Linked DNA regions of Mus musculus: region 2 is linked to region 1. Evidence: chromatin contacts called from public HiChIP or PLAC-seq data. All regions are on one chromosome and are shown on one strand. Each heading gives the region's core, a stretch centred on a gene start, on an enhancer-like site or on the middle of the called end of the contact. The rest is flanking DNA. Distances are from core to core; before and after follow the strand shown. Region 1 has its middle 25 kb from the start of Gm35201. Region 2 has its middle 37 kb from the start of Gm35341.

Region 1 (5,650 bases), core at 983-3,482:
ATCCCATCAAGTCCTTTTCTGGCTTACACTGTTTCATTCTGGGATTCGGTCACAGCGGTGCAATAGCTATGTAACACAGCATGACAAAGTCAGTGTTCAGAGTTTTCTGCTGATCTCAGTTCAGAGAGTATCCTGTTTAGCTTCTGAATTTGTTCAGTTCTTCCTGTACAATCCCCATGTCTTTGTATTGTCAGTTTTCCCTGTTAGTGGTCTGGCTACAGCTGTCTGTCATGGAGCTTTCTTAAGCCAATTTTTAAAAGTTGTTTCTTGCTGACACTTCTTTAGGCAGTCTGCTATTGGATGTGTTTTCCTGTTAATTGTGTCCTGTGAGCTTCATATCCTCTCAAAATCTGAAAGAAATGTGACAGCCATGCTTTCTCCAGCCTTCTCAGCTCTGACTCAACCAGGAGAGCCCTTCTGTGGGTAGACATCACATTCTTGCACAGCATACTCCAAGAACAGGGTGTTCCTCTATCCATTCCCCACCCCAAAGAAGCCATGAGTTTAGAGAAGTTCTCACTAGATGCATGTTGAGCTGTGATGCTCAAATGCACACACAAATAAACTGGAAACTGGGCTGAAAATTTCTGACATAAGGACACAACATTCCCCTTGTTTCCTTGCTCCCACTTGAGGCTACTCAATTCTTGTCCTGTACATGAACTATCCAAAGAAGTCAGTAATTCTACTCTCTGTGATGCATTCTAAAACATTAAGCTTAATTTATCTCAGGATAGATTCCAAGCACTGGTAGTTGGCTAAAATACCCTAGAAGCTTCTAATGGACAGCCATAGGTGATACTGTTGTATACATGGAATCTTCACTTCTCCTGAGAATCTATATGGTGTAGAGTGTTGTTCTTTTCTTGCTGCTCTACCTCTGTGTTGCACTGTGAATCAAACTACTCTTCATCGATCCCTTGCAACCCAAACTCACCAATCCTCAACAGCCCCGCTCCCATGAGGACAAAGCCACAGGCCATTTCTCAACTTTGGTATCCAAAGCTTAATTTATAAAATACAAATAATATACACACTTACCAAAAATTAGAATTTATACTTCTCAAGGGGTATTCGTGTGTAAAAACATAAGTCATACACTAGGAGAAACTATTTGCAAATAAAATATATGAACAAGAATTTCTTACCCCAAGTAGGTAACAATCTTCTGCTACCTTTCACAAAGAAAATAGACACAAAGAAAATAGACACAGGACAAGTAGAATTTGAAAGCTTTTCCAGATAAGCATCCATTAAGAAAGTTTACGTGGGGCTGTAGAGATGGTGCAGCAGTTGCTGTAGAGGACTTGAGTTTGGTCTCAGCACCCACCCACACAATGACTCACAAATGCCTGTAACTCTAGCTACAGGGTTTCCAACACCCCCTTCTGCCCTCTGAGGGCACCATGGCATTTAGTATACACATGTGGAAGGAAGTGCACAGGCAGACAGACAGACAGACATATAAGTTATTAAATTAAATATTAAATTCAGGAAAATAAAATGGGAAGCAAGCTTCTTCCAGACATGATCCACGTTGTAATGGCTCACCTCCTTCTTGGGTTTGAGGACAGGGATGATACAGGAGGAGCTAGAGAAGCACGGCCATGGCTTTAACCCACATTAAATAACTTCCTCAGATAAGAAGAGAGTTCCTAGCTTCCATTATCACCTTGTTATAGTAGTTACATAAAAGACTTAGAGAAAATAATTATATCCTACAAATTATTATATATTCCTGGGGTGTATGTTTGCATCAATTTTATCATTGCATTCCTTTCCATAGGAACTCACGAGGGGGGGGAACAACTAAAAGTGCAGTCATGGCTCCTCCCTCCACATATGTTTCTGATTTTAAGTTGGGTTCTGCCTGGATGAATGATGGAGCATGACTCTGCAGCCCTGACTTTTTTTTTTTTTTAAGGAGCCTGATTATTTTATGACACAAACAAGCTTTACAAAACTAAGCTAATCTACACCCTATTGAGCAGCAATATCCTTCCACTCATAAACGCAAAGTTTAAATGATCTGTGCAAAGAGCACACAACTGACAGCTGGGTCTCAGGTTCCTTTGTTTACTCTTAAAGCAGAGCTCGCCCTTCGGTGCGATGCGCCAGGCCTGCGTGTGCATCTTAAGAAGCTTCCCCCTGCGCATCATTCCCTTGCAGCAGCCTCCTTTGTTCATTTTCGCAATCTCCATCCAAGTTGCAAATCAGTGGAGCTGTCATCGTTTCTCAGAACGTGTTGTTTTCAGCATGACCTGCTGATTTTCCCAAGTGCTCACTGTTATTGCGGAGTCATGGTAGCAAGGCCCGTCAACTCCTTTTGCTTGCTTTTTGGCCACTGACTCCCCAGATTTTCCTTTGACCTCCACCCGAGTATACAGCCTTACATCATTCTTTTTCCAGATCTCTCTCTCTCTCTCTCTCTCTCTCTCTCTCTCTCTCTCTCTCTCTCTCTCTTTCTTTCTTTCTCTCTCTCTCGGCTCAAATCCAAGGAATTTTGCATTTCTTGACTTCTCCCAAGAATAAGAACAGCTACTGGAAAAGAGCCGAATCTGCAGAGTGAAGTCTTGGTAGCAGAACTCCCTCACACTCAGAGCAACCTAATGATCAGCTTCCTGGAAAAAAAAATGGCCCCTCTAGTTTTCAGTCATCCCATACAGTGCTATTGAGAAAATCAAATGAGATCAAAGCAGTGGCATTATTTGTGTGATGAAAAGACGTAGGAGAGAAAGCTCCATTATAGTTTTATCCTTTATTTGACTTAGCTCCATTACTCCACTAAACAGTAAAGTGAATAGAATATGTGTTGGACAGATGCATGGATGCATGGATGGATGTATGGGTGGATGCATGGATGGATGCATGGGTGGATGCATGGATGGATGCATGAATGAATGATTAGAAAGGTGTGATACCTACTTTATCTACCCCCTGATTTCTCTTAGTTACCATGTCTAGGAACTATGAACCTTGACTTTGACCTGGGCGTACATTGGAATGAGCAATGAGTATCTTTAAGACCATGGTACAGAAACCACACTTCTCAGAGCCATACAATAGAACCTCTGGAGGTAGAAGCCAAGATGCAGCATTTGCAATACGGTGTTTGGCCAAAGGTGAAAAGTGCATTGCTTGCAACATTAGCTGTGTTGTCGCTGTCTGACACGTTGACAATGCTGTCTGGGAGGGAAGACGGTTGTTCTGGCTAGTCATTGGAGGGACACAGTCATTCATGACAGCAGAGGCACAAAGGCCCTGTGGTAGTGACAGTAAGGTTCTCACATTGTCTCTGCAATCACGAAGCAGGGAGAAAGATCAGCTCAACAGTAAGGAGGGATGTCACACAGAAGATCCACACTTCAGAGGCCTACTTCTTCCAGCAAGCCCCCATTTTCTAAAGGTTCTACAGCTGCCCCCAAACAGGCCACCCACTACAGAGCAAGTGTTCCAACCATGATCCGGGGCGGGGCACATTTCCTGTTCAAACCACCATAGGTCCCAAGCTCTAGCAGGGCCTTGACCTCAGCACTCAGCAGGTGTACCTCCTCTCTAGGACTGCAGACTCTTCTCCGTAAAGAATCATCATCTACGGTAGGATTTAGTTATTTCATTTTGTTTTATGTTGGGTCAGAGGCCTCAGACAATATCTTTCACATAAAATAAGCACTTAATGTTAAATTAAATGGAAGAGATCTGTAAACTGTCGTTGAGACCCTCAGATAAGTTTATTACTATTATTATGATCCAAAAAGCCTTTCCACACCTGGTTGGGATAAGATAATATAGTTAAAATTTAATTATTGCCTCTTCTGAATATTTAAAATACTGCCTGTGAATTTTAAAATGTAGCAATGCCAATATGTCTATAATAAAATATTTTCAGGATCAATCTTCTGATTGTCAAGATAAAACGATTGAGTAAAAATTAAATTTTTGCTTGTTCTGAATATTTAAACTATTGGCTGTGAATTTTAAAAGATACTAAAGTTAGAATATATCTATTATGATAAAATGTTTTCAGTATTTATCGTCTAAGTCACACTGGGATAATATTTTATTTAAAATTAATAAAAGAAACATACATTCAGGTAACTAAATTATCCTGTAGCTTCCACAAGACTGAATGAATATGATCCCAATCCAAACCAGCTGGAACCCACTTTCCTCTCAAAAACTTTTTCCTGTCATACCCAACTCTGGATATTACACAATTTCTGTTTTCTCCAGCTCCTACTAACTGCTACCATGATAAGTCCAGTAAAAGCTGTTATCAGGTACACTCCTCTTCCCAGTGATAAGAGAGTCCACTGAACCTGCTGGAGAACAGAGCAGTTGCTTTAAGGGATGCAGGTGATTGACAGCTCATTGAGGATGAGTTTAGAATTAGGCTTTTCTCCTGGAATGACGCTCAGAATCTCACTCCCTACTGGTCCACCTAGGGAAGGGGATGTCTATGCCAAAACAAGGAGGCTTCAGAAATGTACTGACTGAGCTCTGTCTCCGGCAATGCAGAGAAGGCAGGGATAAGAACCATTAGTTTCTCTCTATGTAAATCTATTCCACTGTGTGTCACTGACTTACAAAAGCCATGGATCTCATGGTGGTGTGAATAAAGAATATCTCCTACAGGCTCAGATATTTGGGTGTGGTGTTCTCAATTGGTGACACTGTTTGTGAAGCTGTAGAGACTTCAGGAGGTAGAGCCTTGCTGCAGGAAGTATCTCGCTGCGGTAAGGGTTTGAGAGTTTAATATCTCATCCCCCCTTGTAGTTTCCTTTCTTTTTCATGGGTGTGGATACAGATGTGATCTCCTGCTTCCCACTCTACATATCTGCTGCCTGGCATTCTCTGCCTTTATAGACTCTTCTGAAACGATAAATCAAAATAACCTATTAAATTCTTCTTGGTCATGGCGTTTTCAGTGCAGTTAGACCCTAAAGCAGTAATTTTAGGAGTCAGTTAACCCTACCAGAGTCTGAAATGGATTCTGTCAGCTCCCTTTGAGATTGATGAGAAGAGTGTGGCCTAAAGAAAGTCTTGGTACCCTAAGACTAGTAACTTATGACATCCCAGATATTGAATAATGGCTCATCACTATGCACTGAGAGCACTGGGGGGTCCGGCAGCATGAGGGAAGCAGTTTATCTAGGACTTTGCAGTCAGGTCCCAGCCCAGAGTGGCAAGCTTACTGACTAAGACAGAGAGCAGTATTCACAGCCCTGAGTGAATCATCACCTAGGTCTTCTCTCTTCCCTTACACTTGTCTTTTTGGCATAAAAACTGAGCATGGGTTGACCTTGTCATATCTGGAGGTTGTTGGACAATCTTGGATATTAGGCATATTCTACTGTACATTACTAGTTTCGGTGGCAGAACTATACGGAGACTATCAGATTGAGGTGGTGACTAGCCTAGCAGAGTTTGGGTAGGGGAAAGCATAGGAGGCTGTTAGCTGGGATCCATTGATTTTTGTTAACCTTGATCTGGATCTAAGCTGGTTCCAGGGAACTTTGATCATGGAATATTGAAGATTTTTTTTCTTACACTGGATTTCCCTTCAGTAGCCACCAAAATTCAGCCTTCTTGGTGACCTCTGGAACTTTTATTTGTTAAATCTCCATCATTATGCCAGGGACTCCATTTC
Region 2 (5,650 bases), core at 1,816-4,315, 280 kb before region 1:
TTCTTTGCTAACACCTTGGCTCTGGGCAAAGCATTTGTTTGTACAGGTTTGACTCAAAGCTTGATCTTCCTGCTTCTGTGTGTTTGCAGGGAGGACAGTTGGGTAATAAACATAGTCACTGCTAGCTAAGGACTGAATGCCGAACCTCCCTCTAGCTGATCCTAGTGGCATGGTACTTGGAGGGAGGACTTGGACATTGACCAGGTGACATGAGGGAGGTGACAAGAGACAAGCCCTCACCAGTGGGCTCAGAGCCATGTAGAAGAAAACTCAGGAATCTCTCTGTGAGGACAGAGATGATGGCCACCAGTGAACTGGAGGCAGCCCCTCCACAGAGAGGAATGTACCAGCACCCTGATCTTAGACTTCCAACCCTCCTCAACTCTGGGGAAGACATTTCTTCTGCTTACAACCATCTGTTTCTTGCTATCTCATTAGAGAAGCCCAAAATGACTTGGGCAGTTACACACCTTAAGCGTCATTCAAACATATCAGTAAACACAGAATCACACCAAGAAGAACAATTGGCTGAGAAAAGCTTAAAGCTCATAAAACCAGAAGACTAAAAACTAAGGAAATGCTTGAAACTGGTTTCACTGGGAAGTATTAGTTTCTTTTTCTCCAGGACATTTTTTTTTATTTGCTCTTTGAAAATCTCATACGTGTATAAATGTGTCTTGATCAAACCTACACCCCACATCCTGCTTCTACACTCCCAGAAGCCTCTTATCACATCTCTGTCCTGACTTTATGTCCTCCTTTATTTGATTATTTGGCTATTGACTTCAGTTGGTGAGAAGACTTGCAGATGGATATGGGGCCATCCACAGGGGCAACTTACCAGAGGCCATACTTTCAATAAAAAGTGACTCTCCTAGCCATCAGTCATTAACAGCTCCTCAGACGGGGCCTCCGAGCCCCCTCTCTCCCTGTGCTATACTCATTTGATGGTCTTTATTTTTTTGAAATTTTTATTAGATATTTTCTTTATTTACATTTCAAATGTTATCCCTTTTACTGGTTTCCCCTCTGAAAAACACCCATTCCTCCTCCCCCTGCTCACCAACCCTCCCACCCCCACCTCCCCGCCCTGGGGCATCTATCAAGCCTTCACAGGACCAAGGGCCTCTCCTCCCATTGATGCTGGACAAGGCCATCCTCTGCTATATATGTGGCTGGAGTCATGGGTCCCTCCACGTGTACCCTGGTTGGTGGTTCAGTCCCAGGGAGCTCTGGGGGTACTGGTTGGTTCATATTGTTGTTCTTCCTATGGGGCTGCAAACCCTTCAGCCCCTTCAGTTCTTTCTCTCTATATTCTGTGCATGTAACCACAGATGCTTGGGCTCATGTGTATACCAGCCATGGTGTGTTCAGAGAACAGACTTTCACAGCTCCCCTCTGCAATCCTCTCACATTTACTTTCTTTATATCCTTTCCTCTGGGATGGTCCCTGAACCTGTAGAGTGATGCTGCTCTCAGGCTGAGTGCCCACAGTCTTTTATTCTCAGCACTTCTAACAGCAACAATTATTTGCATTAGCAACTACTCACTGCCATTAAAAGTTTCTCTGACCAAGGATGGGAGCAGCACAAACCCATAGACCATGTTCACAGTTTCAGGCATGAACTCCCTCCTGTTGAGCAGGTCTCTAATCTGATCAAGAGAGTGATTGTTTACTCCCATAAACAGTTCCACCACTATTGTGTCAGCAGCAGGCCTAGCTCAGCAGCAGGTAAGGGTTGTAGCGTGCAGCGTCCAGTGCTGGATGCAAACATTGATGTCTCTTTCCCACCAGGTAGTGATTTCCAGCACTCTGAAAGCTGGCTAGCAGGGAGAGAGCTTACGCTGGGTTCCAGAGGATTTCTCTGTTTTTCTGTAGTCAAAGTGTTGGTTGTCTTTTCAGCAAGAGGGCCTTATCATCCAGTTACGGTGGTAAATCGGGAGCAGTGGCAGTCGTTTGTCTGGGGTGCCTCGGGATCCTCCGGGTGCGGTTGATTGAATGAGAAATGGCCTCCATAGGCACATGTATCGCACACTTGGTTCTCAGTGCAAACCACCAAGCAGGACAAGACTGACCTGAATTTGTAATCTCAGCCCTGGGGGGATGACGGGACAGGCAGATTCCTGGGGCTCACTAAACAGCAAGCCTGGCCTACTTGTGTAGTTCTAGGTCAGTGAAAGACCTGTTTCAAATAACAACAGATAGATAGATAGATAGATAGATAGATAGATAGATAGATAAATAAATAAATAGAAGTTAATAGCAAGCAAAGACATGCACACTGGAGGTTGTCCTCTGGCTCCCACACGCACTCGAACACACACATGCACATGCAAACACACATCCGATCCCAGCCACAGATCATGCCCTTCCCTTTTTCCCTTCTCTTTCCTTCATTATCCTTCATTCCTAACAAGAACATCTCATGATGTGACGAACCCCTTGATATTCACATGTGCATGAAAAGGTGTGAAACCTAGGACACACGGTCTGTACCCAAAGACATGATTTAGAAAATCTGAAAATCTTTAAACACAATCAATTAACTACAAGATTATTTCCATCACAGTATCTGAGCAACAGGGCAGAGCAGACGTCTCTCTTAAAGAGGGGCTTTTATAATCTGAAGCTCACGTGAAACCTGGTACCTTAGGACACATTTGGCTTCTGGAAAGAAGGGAGCTGTTTGGGAAGGACAGCATTCTAAAACTATCTGGCGCTGTGGAAAACAAGTGAGTCTTCTTTCCCTTGGAGGGCCATGGGGAAAATGTGTCTCCAATCATCCCTGTGGGGCCAGCATTTCAAAGACAACATAGGAACCCTCTGTCCTCATCCTGGGAGTTCACTGAGCCCAATAACCATTGTGTCCCTAAAAGTAGCTGATCTCATGCCCCATGTGCCCAAGTTCCTCATTCCTCAAATAGTAGATGTTTCCAGAAGCTCTGGGGGAGGGTGTGTGTGTGTGTGTGTGTGTGTGTGTGTGTGTGTGTGTGTGTGTGTGCTGACTCACCTCGCTGCCTGTACACCCGTGGGAGAAGCCCTGAGACCTAGGCAGCCAGTGAGAAGCTGGACAGCCTCTCTTGTTATCAGGCAGATCCAAGAATGCGGATGCAGCATTGAGCATGGCTCTTAAGCCTCTTGTGGTCTACATGAATAGCATTCTTGCAATCGCTTCAGGGATGAAGAAGCCAAAAGTCTTCAGCAATTAAAAACCCCGGCTCATGTGTTTGAAGTAGATGTTGGAAACATTTGACTTTTAGGGTTCAACCTTTTCAAGTCGAGTACTTTTATTCTAAAGCTGATGTTGCCAAATAAAGTGCTATCGGTAACTCGGATTTTATTAGGCTAGGGAGAAATGAGCTGGCCGTAGTCTGATCTCCAGATACAGCACGTGTACAGAACCAGAAGCTGAAAGTCGCTTCTGTTTGTGTAATATGGACTAAATGCAATCCCTGTTTCACAGAGTTGAAAACCTCTTCATTTTTACTTGTTGTTTTCTTTATCTCTAAATTGAATATGATAGAACCACACACACAGCCCTGTCTCATCTTAGTTTTCCTTTGGAATTCAGCAACGTATCCAAGGAAAAGGGTTGAGATGGTCTCTTAGCTTTGTTTCTCTGACAAGCTGTGTCTTTTGTGTTTAATTCTGATTGGTTTTACATGTACGCCCACATCTTCCCCCATCTCAACAGAGAACACTCTCCTCAGTCACTCTTGTTGCATTCTCAGCAGTGTCTCCTGCCCTCTCATGCTGTCCCCCCCTGCTCTCTCTTGGTCTAATCTACTCTCTGTATCTTTCATAGTTCACTTGCAGTTCTGTTGCAGCTCCCACATTCCCATCAGCCTGAGGCAACACTGTATAGCCTTCCTCCTCCGTTAGCCTTGGGTCTTCCCAGCATCTGTTCTTGTCATTGCATTGGGCTAGTCACAGTGGATTGCTATAGCTGATTTACATGCTTAGCTAAGGCATATTTATGACATCATGCTATACACATGTTTTAATAGTGTACATGATAGGAAAATAGCACACACATATAAGTGTTTATTAAGTTCCTACTGATTCAATCACTCATATACATGAAACAAACCAATCAAAAACTTTTGTATACCATTTTATCTTAAATTTAATATTACAGTTATTTATTTATTCAGCAGAAGAGACATGGGCCATGGCATATGTGTAGAGTTGGAGGACAACACCTGGAGACAGCTCTTTCTTACCATGTAGGTCCCAGGGATAGAACTCATCAATCTCAGCAGGAAGCACTTTTGTCCACTGAGCTGTCTTGCTACCCCTCTGGTTTCTTCTTAGTGCCCACTTCTTTGTAGAACTCTTGGAAAAACTACCAGTCCTCTAACAAGACACAAGAGAAAGATCCACTCATCTGCAGTGGAGATAGCTCGGTCTGTACGGTTTTGCTTTGCAAGCACAAGGGCCTGACTTGAATCCCCAGGACCCGCCTCCCCTTTAAAGCCAGTTGTGGTGATTTAAGCTTGTGATCCTAGGTCTGAGAACTCAGAGGCAGGAGGATCTCTGGGACTGAGCCAGTCATCCCAGGCTAGTGATCCTTAGGCTAGTAAGAGACCCTGTCTCCTCAACAACCACGAAGACAATGACATCACTGATAATAGTGATGGCAGAGGCAGCAGAGGTGGCGGTGGTGGAGCCTCGTTCCTGAAGACTGACACCCAAGGCTGCCCTCTGTTTTCTACGTGTACCTGCACACGCATCAACACCTACACACATGCACACCATCCCCCCCACCCCACTCCAAAACAGCACAGGAGCTGTAGAGCCCACATGAAAGACAGTAAGTATTTGTGTACTGAGTTCACTGTTTGTGTGTAAGACAGATACTACTGTCTGGTACCTTCAAAAGTCACATGCTCAGCTTGTCTCCAGATGAGCGTGGATTGACAAATGTGTTAAGGTGAGGATCACTAAATGATAAACCTTTCCTCATTTTATGACATTGAAGAGTGGTCCAAGTGGGATTGGCCTCAAGGAGACAGGCACAGTGACCAGCAATACGACTTTGATGAATGTGCTCACAGCCCAAAAAGCGGTGGTAAACATATTCTACTTTATCTGGGCTAGGACAACACATCCTACTTTAACTGGGCTAGCCCACATTTCTGTGATTTCCTCAGGGTAACCATTTGTGGCATTCTCCTGCTCTTGGGAAAGCTCCTAGCTGGACTGTATTGTGGGCAGTTGTATCCGTGTGTCCCTGTGCACTCCAGTGAGTCCCCCTATTTTATTTCTTTGCTCTGAGTACCGCAGAAGAGCAACTTCCTCTTAGATGACCACACTCACTTGCACTGGTAGCTGTTATTTTGCATTTACTTGATCAAATATCGCTTCCCTTATTACATCATTTGGAATGAACTGCAGAATTATTTCATTAATTATTCATGGAAAATGAATCCTAATTTGGTTGATCTCACACAAGAGGATTGTTTGACCTTGACATTGTTTTATTCAAACAACTTGGGCTGGAGTGCACAGAGACAGAGTCTTGGTCAGAGGCCCATTCTTCCTCCTTGAATTCACCCAGTGACAGACGGCTATAAATTCAGAGGATGGGTGTAAACAGCTGGACAGAGCAGTTCTCTCCATCCAGATGGCTGTTGCTGTCTAAATTAT

What was found. HiChIP or PLAC-seq counts read pairs in DNA pulled down with a chosen protein or histone mark.
Region 2: a contact with region 1 is called in a CTCF HiChIP or PLAC-seq map of the NIH/3T3 cell line, with 5 read pairs. The contact joins two enhancer-like sites. A contact is called at or near these places in 1 of 15 datasets of contacts at CTCF or cohesin (the NIH/3T3 cell line), 2 of 484 Hi-C or Micro-C datasets (embryonic fibroblasts and embryonic stem cells) and 1 of 9 other capture datasets (embryonic stem cells).

The regions. Positions count from the first base shown.
Region 1 is chr1:186,160,008-186,165,657 of GRCm38.p6, reverse strand. No RefSeq gene overlaps it. Among named protein-coding and RNA genes, the nearest start is that of Gm35201, 25 kb to the right of the region's middle. Within about 2 kb of position 2,232, at least 25 of the 459 cell types and tissues checked have an H3K27ac peak or open chromatin away from gene starts, as enhancers often do. A contact at or near this core is called in the NIH/3T3 cell line, where this site is marked.
Region 2 is chr1:186,442,301-186,447,950 of GRCm38.p6, reverse strand. No RefSeq gene overlaps it. Among named protein-coding and RNA genes, the nearest start is that of Gm35341, 37 kb to the right of the region's middle. Within about 2 kb of position 3,065, at least 53 of the 459 cell types and tissues checked have an H3K27ac peak or open chromatin away from gene starts, as enhancers often do. A contact at or near this core is called in the NIH/3T3 cell line, where this site is marked.